Regions from separate parts of the Sus scrofa genome. Here all the other regions are linked to region 3. The links are chromatin contacts, called in public Hi-C maps. All regions are on one chromosome and are shown on one strand. Each heading gives the region's core, a stretch centred on a gene start, on an enhancer-like site or on the middle of the called end of the contact. The rest is flanking DNA. Distances are from core to core; before and after follow the strand shown. Region 1 holds the start of CARD19 (caspase recruitment domain family member 19). Region 2 holds the start of WNK2 (serine/threonine-protein kinase WNK2). Region 3 holds the start of NINJ1 (ninjurin-1).

Region 1 (3,170 bases), core at 231-2,730, 39 kb before region 3:
AGGTGAAGGGGGAGCCAGGAAATACAAGAGCTTTTGCTGAAAAAAGAAAAAAACGAAACACCCAAAGTAGTTGAACATCAAAAGATTACACCTCAAGTTAATGTGCTTTTCTACATTTGCGAAGATGCTAGAATCTCCCTCAATAAAAGTATTCCTTAGATATGCATCTTAATGATCCAGGGCCGGTAACTTGTTTTTCCTCTATCTTAAATTCCCCTCGGGTGGTGGTGGTGGCGTAGTGGCTAAAGACTTGACGGCGGGTAACTTTCATTATTTACTGGGATGATAGGTAACATTTTTTGTCCGCAAAGCCATGATCCAGGATGAAAGATGCAAAATAATGGAGGTGGGGGTCAGGCCATTCCACCAGTGGACAACAGGCCCCGTCCGGGAGGCCCCTAAGTGGCCTGTGCGCGGCTTGCAGAGGAAGGGCCTGGACTTGCACTAACGCACTGCCAAGTCAGGTTACCCGGACCTCCTACCCCGTTGTCTCAAGGTCTGAGGTAGCCTGGGGTAGGACGGGGCTGGGCTCTCAGTTAAGCCAGGCCAGGTTCACTCCCAGCGTTTGAGGAAGGGACGGTGCCCGTGTGGTGACCTCCTACGACTCGGCCCAAGAATTTTGGGGTTTCCAGCCGACAAATGCACCCATTCTCCAGTTTCCTCATTCCAGGAGTGGCGGCAATGGCATGGCAGACCGTGTCCAGAAACGCTTAGCGGGGTCCGGAGCTTGGCTACCCCCACCCTAGACCAAGACAGGGTGGAACAAGAGCGGGTCCAAGGTGGGGGGTCGGGGAGGAGTGAGGAGGAGACCCGCGAGGTTGCCCCAGAGGATCCGGCGAGGGCCGGGGCTCAGGATGCAGCGGCAAAGGACATGCGCCGAAAGGGGCGGGGCTAGACTGGGGGCGGGACCACGTGGGAAAAGGCGGGGTGCGGGAGGAACTCTGTGAGGGGCGGAGCTGAGGGCATCTCTTCCTGGCAAGAATGAGGCCCAAGGCTTCCTGGGCTCAGAGAGGGGCGGGATGCAGGACTGTGGCAGAGGCGTAGTGGCGCCAGCGGGGGTGGGCTCAGTGTGGGTGGGTTTAGAGCGCCAGCGGTGACAGAGCCAAGTCAGGGCCGCCCGGAAGGGCTGGCTCGGTGAGGGGCGGGGCCGAGGGCCCCTAGCGGCGTCCATTACCACGCCTTAGGAAGCGGGGCTGCGGGGGAGGTACGGCGTTTAGAACCCTTGAGGCGACGCCGCCGACGCCGTGGGCGGGGCCTAGTGGGAGGGGCGGGCTCAGTGCGGGGCGGGGCTAAGGGCTCCTAGCGGCGTCTGTTCCCACGCGCTAGGAAACCAGGCTGGAGGGAGCTGCGGCGTTTAGAGCCCTGGCGGCGATGGCGGCGATGGCGCCGACGCCGTGGGCGGGGCCTAACGGGAGAGGGCGGGCTAAGTGAGGGGCAGGGTTAGGACTTAGTCGCGATGATGCTGGGGGCGGGGCCCGCCGGGAAAGAGCGGGCCAGGGCGGGCGGCGGTCACCGGGGCTGACGGGCAGCGGACCGGACAACCAGACAGACAGACGGCGGCAGGGGGACGGGCCGGCTGGGTGCACGCTGTGCCGCCGCCATGACAGGTGAGCGCTGTCCGGGGTCGTGCCTGACAGGGACAGGCGCGCGGCCACGGTGGCCCGTAGGGTCCGGTGTCCCGATACCACCCCAGGGGAGGCCCCTCGCTGCGACGGGAGTGACCTTGCCCGTGACGGCGGGACCGCGGCAAAGCGGCGTGCAGCCTGGGGCCAGTTTCTTGGGGGACGAGGCCAGGCCAGGCTCTGGAGGGTTCTGGGCGACAGAGGCTGGGCCTGGGATGGTTCTGAGGGGTGAGGCCAGGGCATGCCGTGGAAGGTTCTAGTGAGTGGGGGCCAGGTCTTGGGTGGTGTCGGGAAGGCAGGGATCAGTGCATGTCTGTGGGTCAGGAGATTCTGGGCTGGGGATGTGGCCTGACAGTGGGAGGTTAAAGTCAAAGGTGTGCGAGGAATACTCTTTTAGGTTCTGGGTTCTACTATGTGCTCCTATCAGGAGATAATAGACTGAGAATGGCGTCAGGTGGTTCATTCCTGGGCAGTGGTTGGTAGTCAGGGGAATCTCTGGTACCTCCCATTCTGCACCCCTTGCCCAGTGGGGACAGGCCCAGGAGAATTGTGCACACGCTTTGCGCTCCATACTGGATTGTTTAAGGCCCTCCAGCATCTTTTTCCAGGACAGGGTCTCCAGCCCAGCAACCTACACCCCCCACCCCTACCCTCAATCCACTCTACCCCACCCAGGACCTCTCTGGACCTGCCCACTGCCTTCCTGACCCTAACTGAACAGGGTGGCCCTTTTCTGTAGACCTTCTCCTGTAGGAGAAGCTCCATGAAAATGACAGGCTGGTGACAGAGCCCATGACAGTGTGGTCAGGGAATGTGGTGGCTCCCAGAAGCGATACTTCATTTCAAGGGCCCCACTATTCTGCTTCATGAGGCAGAAGTCACCTAGGGGTAGCCCAGGGGGTCAGGGAGTTCCCAGAAGTCCCTGTTCTCTCCCCAACACTCACTGGAGACCCAGCCCAAGTCCTGCACACAAATAGGATTTCTTGGGCAGGAACCTGGTGATTTCCAGGACATCAGTGTCCCAGCCGAAGCCAGAAGGGACCCTAGCAGTTATGCACTCTGTTCTCATCTCCCTGAACCCTTTTTATCTGTGGCTGCTGTTTCTAAGTACAGTTGACCCTTGAACAACTGGAATTTCAACTGTGAGGATCCATTTGTATGTGGACTTTTTTTTTTTTTTGATAAATATGTTATACTACTACGTGATATGAGGTTAGTTGAATCCAAGGATATAGAATCTTGGATCCACAGGGCCGACTGTAAAGTTATGTATGGATATTCCATGCTCAGGGGTCTATGCCCCCACCTTCACCTTGTTCAGGGGTCTGTTGTACCTCCTGTGCACCTGGGCCTTTCTGTTCAGAACTGCTATATGGGGTAATGTGGAATAGCATCTCTGTTGTGTGGCTGAGGAAACCAAGGCTCAGACGGGGCAGGTGCCAAGCCCCAGGATCACTGGGGCAGTCAGTGGCAGAGCCGGACCCACCAGTTCCACTTCTCCCTGCCATCTCTGTGTCCTGGCCCTCTAGAGACCCCTCCCCATAGAGC
Region 2 (2,850 bases), core at 314-2,813, 39 kb after region 3:
ACATGGCTCGGACCCAGTGTTGCTGTGGCTCCGGTGAAGGTTGGCGGCTACAGCTCCGATTACATCCCTAGCCTGGGAACCTTCACATGCCGTGGGTACGGCCCTAAAAAAAATAGGCAAAAAAAAAAAAAAAAAAAAAAAAAGAAGAAGAAGAAGAAAGAAAAATTATTATGGAACTTTTTGGCTCCCACCGGATGGGGAGACTTCCCCAGGGGCCCCATCATTTGCCCTTCCCATCATTTTCAGAGAGAGTTGCAGGAGCCTCCAGAGCCTAGGAGCCTAAGCTTGGGTGGCCCAAGTGTCCCCACCCATCCATCTGCCCCAACCCCTTCCTTCAGGTGCCCTGTCCCCATCACTCCAGGATACCCCTGCTGCCTCCCTGCTCTGCTCTCCTAACACGGTCTTCCCCATTGGCCCCTGTCCGCTTTTGGGACCTAGGCTCCCTGCTGTTTCACCTGCCTTTGGGGTGGGGCCTGCATAGTTTTCAAGTGAGTGCCACCTCTCCATGCTGTGGCCTGAGTGAGGCACCCAGGGAAGTGGCCCTCAGGGGCTGTACTAGACTGACGGCGTGCTCCTGAGAATAGTCAAAGTCAGACCTGCTCCAAAAAGTACCTCTTAACTGGGCTCCCTGGGGGCAAGGCAGACCCTAACCTTCCTACCAGTGGGCTATGCTGGGGACTGACTGGAGCAGAGGCAGAGCGTGAGCCCTGTCTTCCTTTCTGTCTTCGTGAGCATGTGTTGAAATCCAGCTGTGCTCTGACCATTATATGTATCTCATGAATGAGCAAACTGTCTTAGCTGCTTAGCTGTGTACTCATGGTCATGCATCAGCAGAGAAAGTGGGTTCCTTGTCATGAGAAGCCTGTAAGGCAGAGCTGCCCAAAACTACCCCTAATGGCTCAGAGAGCACATAGCACTCAGTCAGGGGCAGTGCTTCCCAGTTTCCCAGAGCCTGGGCTTCCCCTGCGATGTGTAGGGATACTGATGCCATATTATGCACATCTGCCAGCTGTGGGTGGGCAGCAGCCTGCAAGTGATGATGTGAATTGCCAGCCGTCTCCTCCATCATCAGGCAGGCATGATGCCCATATGCCACTAGCTTGTCCCAGGGAGCACGAAGGCCGGACTGGCTTGCATGCATCCGTCTGTAGTACGCTTCGCTTCATCCCTTCTCAGTTTTCCTTTGACAGACCTAGGCACATCCGTCATGGGCAAGCTTGAAACGGATAGGCTTGAACTTAGGGTGTCTTTCTGGACTGAACGCGTCTTGAAGAAATCGGCAGCTACTCCAGGTGGACAAACCAGGAAGGCCAAGCCAGTTCTGCAGGGGGGAATAACAGGCCATCGGGGCCAGCAGCCTCCCGGAGCATTCCAAAAAGCCTCGAGGACGGGGGGCCAGTAGTGCCTCCTGGAGCAGGTAGCTTGAGGGCCGAAGCGGGCCTGGGTGGCCCGGGGGCCCGCCCGCAGGTGGCCGCGCGCACCCGAGGCCAGGTGGGCGTGCCAGGCCCCGCCCCGCCGCGCCAACCGGGGGCGGGCAGCCGAATGCCCCGCCCTTCTCGCGCGCCGGGTCGGAGGCGGTGCGGGAGCGCAGCCGCGCGGAGCCGGAGCAGCACGCGGGAGCGCGGCCCCGCAGCGGGCCGGCCCGAGGGAGAAGCGCCGCGACCCGGCGCCGAGGTGACCTGGGCCCGGAGCGCGGATCCTGGCTCTGAGAGCGACCCCGGACCGAGCGCGGACCCCAGCCCCGATACCGGCCCTGAGCGCGGCCTCGCCGGTCCTGGCTGCCGGGCCGCGGGCATGGACGGCGCCCGTTCACCCTGTGAGTCCCGAGCCCCCCGCCCGTCGCCTTTGTGTGCGCGCCGCGCCGCCGCAGCCCCCTCCCCGCTCGCCCCTCCTGCGCCCCGGGCCGCCGTCCTTTGTGGAGCAGCCGCCTGGCCATTACCTCCCTCTCCCCCAACCTCCTTCGTCCCTCCGCGGCCCAGGGCTGAACCGGACACGGGCCCCCCACACCCCTAGCCCGAGCCTCCCGGCCCTGTCTTCACCCCCTCCCACCTCCAGGGACATCCCAGTAGGCCCCCTTTCCTGGGGCTGGGCAGGGCACAGGTGCCCCTCTTCCCGGCCCCCCTGGGACATCCCAGCAGGCCCCCTCTGCGGCCCAGGCCTGAGGAGGGCACGGTCCCCTCCCACCCAACCCGGCCTCCTGTAGCCCCCTCCTCAGAGACTGCCCAGTAGGCCTCTGCACTGCCGGGGCGGACAGGGAACGGGCCCCGGGGCGGCGCTGTCTCATCCCACAGCCCGGGCAGGTGCGGCGGGCCCGAGCTCACACCAGCCTCTGTGTCCTTGCCCGCAGAGATGGACGACGATGGCGGCCGCCGAGAAGCCCCCGGCGCACTGATGGAGGCCGGGCGCGGTGCGGGGCCCGCGGGCATGGCGGAGCCCGCGGCGGTGCCGCGGGCGCGGGCGGCGCGGCCCGGGCCCCAGCGTTTCCTGCGGCGCAGCGTGGTGGAGTCGGACCAAGAGGAGCCGCCGGGCCTGGAGGCTGCCGAGGCCCCGGGCGCGCAGCCCCCGCAGCCGCTGCAGCGCAGGGTGCTGCTGCTCTGCAAGACGCGCCGCCTCATCGCTGAGCGCGCCCGCGGACGCCCGGCTGCCCCCGCTCCTGCCGCGCCTGCAGCGCCGCCGGGCGCCCTTGCCGACCCGGTCCCCGAGCCTGCTGGCACGCAGGAGCCTGGCCCAGACCCCGCGCCCACGCCGGTCCCGGATGGTGGCCCCAGCGAGGAGGAGGCGGAAGCTGCGAAGAAGGAGGACGCTGGGGCGCCCGAGGCGAGGCCTGAGCTCGGGCGCACACGCCGGGAG
Region 3 (2,982 bases), core at 317-2,816:
AGCAGATGAGGCTTGGAGTGAAAGTGCAGCCAAAGGCTGGGAGGTGAGCTGAATCCTTCCCTTTCAAACCAGCATCCCAGCCATGTGTTACCTGATGTGCTCTTCCCACTTCCCCAAATGTAGGCAGGGGTCATTTGTTCTCCCTTTTCAGATCATGGGTAGGAGACAGAACAGAGAGGTGAAGCAGCCTCCCCAAGGGCACACAGCCCACTGCTCCAAAGTGCTCACCAGCCAGGGCAGGCCACAGAGGTTGGGGTGGGGGAGGCTCTTCTCAGTCCCCAGTTTCCTCATCTCCAACCTAGGGACAACCCAGGGGCTGTGAGACGTTACTGAAGAGCTAGCAAGATAGCTGGGGCCCTGGAAAGGCTCCTCCAAGGATGGAGAAGAGTGGAAAGGATTACCGATGGGGGGCCAGGGGCATCGGGGAGTCCCACTCTGCAGTCTAGGGCCTTGCCTCACAGGTTCTCCCCTCACCCCCTAAATGTGGCCTGTGACTGCAACATCATCTAGGACTGGTCACCTACACCTGGGCAGTGCCAGTCTCTGTCTGCCTTAGTCTGGCTTACTTGGCTGAGAGGCCACCATCCCTGCCCCCATCCCCAGGGGGTCAGAAATTGAAAGAATGTCCAAAGTCAACAAGTTACCGGAGGGCAGTATGCAGAACTGCGCCACAGAGGCCTTCGGGAAGCACTGGTCCCAGGCAAAGCCGGTCAGGAACTGATACTCCGGGGCTGCCCTAGCAGTGAGACAGGACCCCAGGGCGGGAGAGTATTAGCTCTAATATGGGACCTCTGCCAGGGCCTGCCCCATGTCCACAGCCAGCAGGGCAGGCTCTGGGCAGCCTGAGGATCTGGGGGTGGAGAGAGGAGACGGTACCACAGCGACCACAAGTTCTCCATCAGGGCACGCACAGGATTGTGCAGTCACCGTGGACACCGTGGGTGACGTAACTGTCTGCCCACTGATGGCCAGGGGCCCAGAAGCCGGGATCCTCTCCGCCCAGTCCCGGCGCGCGGCGAACGGGAGATGCAGAATTGGAAGGCAGTGTGGGAGCCGGGAAGTCAGGGGCCAAGGCAGGAAGGCAGTGGAAGGTGGTGCCCAGGCCTTTCGGCTAAGAAGTTCAGAGTGGGCGCTACCCGCCCCCGGCTGCGAATCGCAGCCCCCCAACCCGCCCGCGCCCCTGCTCACATGCCGGGGCGGCAGGATTCCCAGGACCACCGCTGGGCCCCAATCGCGTGGGTAGGGGGCGGGACTCACCCGGCGTGGCGGCCACAGCCACGCTTAGCGCAGCCGCCGCGTAGCAGCCTGTTGGCGCCCCTAGGTGCCTGGAATCCCGGGTGCGGGGCCCAGAGTGGGAGGGCGCGGGCCGAGGTCGCGAAGCGGCGCGGGGTGAGGGGTACTTACCGAGGCGTCTGGGGAGCTGGGCGAGACCGGACGCAGGTCGCCGTTGAGCTCATAATCTTCGAGGCGTGAGTCCATGGTGCGGCGATAGAGTAGCCTCACTCTGGGCCTTCGCGCGGCTTCCTGCAGCCGCGGACCCTCTGCTGCGAGCCCGCCCCCGGCCCGCCCCCGGCCCGCCCCGGAACCGCCTCCTCGGCCAGCCCCGCGGGTGCAGCCTCGCTCACACTCCGCCCCCAGCCGGGGCCTGAAGACCCGGCCAGCGGGACACCGAGGCGTGAGTCCATGGTGCGGCGATAGAGTAGCCTGGCTCCGGGCCTCCATTCACCGTGGAGCGCAGGAGCAGGAGACCCCGGCCTGGGTTTCTACTCTCGGAAGCCCCCTACTTCGCCTGTTGGTGGGCAACGGACGTCCCTCCGTGCTCTTGTCACTTTTTGTTTTTATATAATGATTTTTTTTTCTTTTTTTACATTGTAGCTGGTTTACAGTGTTCTGTCAATTTTCTACTGCACAGCATGGTGACCCATATATGTATACATTCTTTTTTCTGACATTATCATGAACCATCATAGGTGACCAGCAGGAATTGCCCTCCTGTCGCAGCGGAAGCGAATCCGACTAGGAAACATGAAGTTGAGGGTTGGATCCCTGGCCTCGCTCAGAGGGTTAAGGCATTGCCATGAGCTGTGGTGTAGGTCGCAGGTGCGGCTCTGATCCCGTGTTGCTGTGGCTGTGGTGTAGGCCGGCAGCTACAGCTCCGATTTGACCCCTAGCCTGGGAACATCCATATGCCGTGGGTGTGGCCCTTAAAGGACAAACAACAACAACAACAAAGTGACCATAGTTCCCAGTGCTACACAGCAGGATCTTGTCACTTTTAATCCTTAAAGCGAGGGAAAAATCCTTTCCCCAGCTACTTCACTAACTGCCTGGCGCGCCAGTTAGGTAGGGTGTTATTGCCCAGCGAGACTCACCCTGGGGGCCCCGGTGAGGATCTCACCAATACCTCTCCCGCCCCGCAGAAGAAACCTGGGTCAATAAGTTGTCTGGGCCCAACTCACTCTGAGCCTGCGAGCTTTCTCGGCCAGGAAATGGGTGTGTGAAGGCTTCTGACAGGAGCAGAGGGAAGGGGAAGGCAGAGAAGGATCACCGCAGGTTGGGCCCACTTTGTGCCAGTACCCTCTCCGCGCCTCATGAAGCAGCCTCTGTGTCTTCAGGCGGGAGGCAGGGCCCCCTTGCTTGGGGCAGCACCCTGTGCCAGAGCCAACCGCTCAACCTAGCCAGAGCGTGTTGGTTCCTCCAGCCCTTGGCTCAGTCGGCCCTTGTTCCCCAGGACCCGGGCCTTTCCCAGAAGCCAGATTGGTGGGGAGGGGACAGGCGTTATCTCCCTCGGAGGGTATGTGTACGTCCAGGCCCCTGTGTTCCGTCATGTTCTGTCCTGACCCTGACGCAGCCCTCAGGCCTGGCTGATTTTCACTCTTCCTAGTTGCACCCGCCCCCAGCCCCTCTCAAGGGAGAGCAACCAGCCCCCTCCATCCTTCCAGCCACCTTGGGGAGGTGCAGTGGCCTCTGTCAGAGCTCTGT

The links. A called contact is a pair of places that touch in the nucleus more often than the background predicts.
Region 1: a contact with region 3 is called in a Hi-C map of liver, with 2.8 times the contacts expected there. The contact joins the promoter of CARD19 here to the promoter of NINJ1 in region 3. A contact is called at or near these places in 1 of 5 promoter capture datasets (liver), 5 of 47 Hi-C or Micro-C datasets (fetal skeletal muscle, heart right ventricle, liver and 1 more) and 1 of 2 datasets of contacts at active chromatin or transcription factors (alveolar macrophages).
Region 2: a contact with region 3 is called in a Hi-C map of epiblast stem cells, with 2.4 times the contacts expected there. The contact joins the promoter of WNK2 here to the promoter of NINJ1 in region 3.

Annotation. Positions count from the first base shown.
Region 1 is chr3:42,632,036-42,635,205 of Sscrofa11.1, forward strand. It overlaps CARD19 (caspase recruitment domain family member 19), which reads left to right and starts at 1,481. Exons shown (of 6, transcript NM_001244277.1): 1 at 1,481-1,607. The coding sequence starts at 1,601.
Region 2 is chr3:42,709,825-42,712,674 of Sscrofa11.1, forward strand. WNK2 (serine/threonine-protein kinase WNK2) reads left to right here and starts at 1,564. Exons shown (of 30, transcript XR_002342931.1): 1 at 1,564-1,816; 2 at 2,348-2,850.
Region 3 is chr3:42,671,264-42,674,245 of Sscrofa11.1, forward strand. NINJ1 (ninjurin-1) reads right to left here and starts at 1,567. Exons shown (of 4, transcript XM_021088145.1): 1 at 1,405-1,567. The coding sequence starts at 1,479.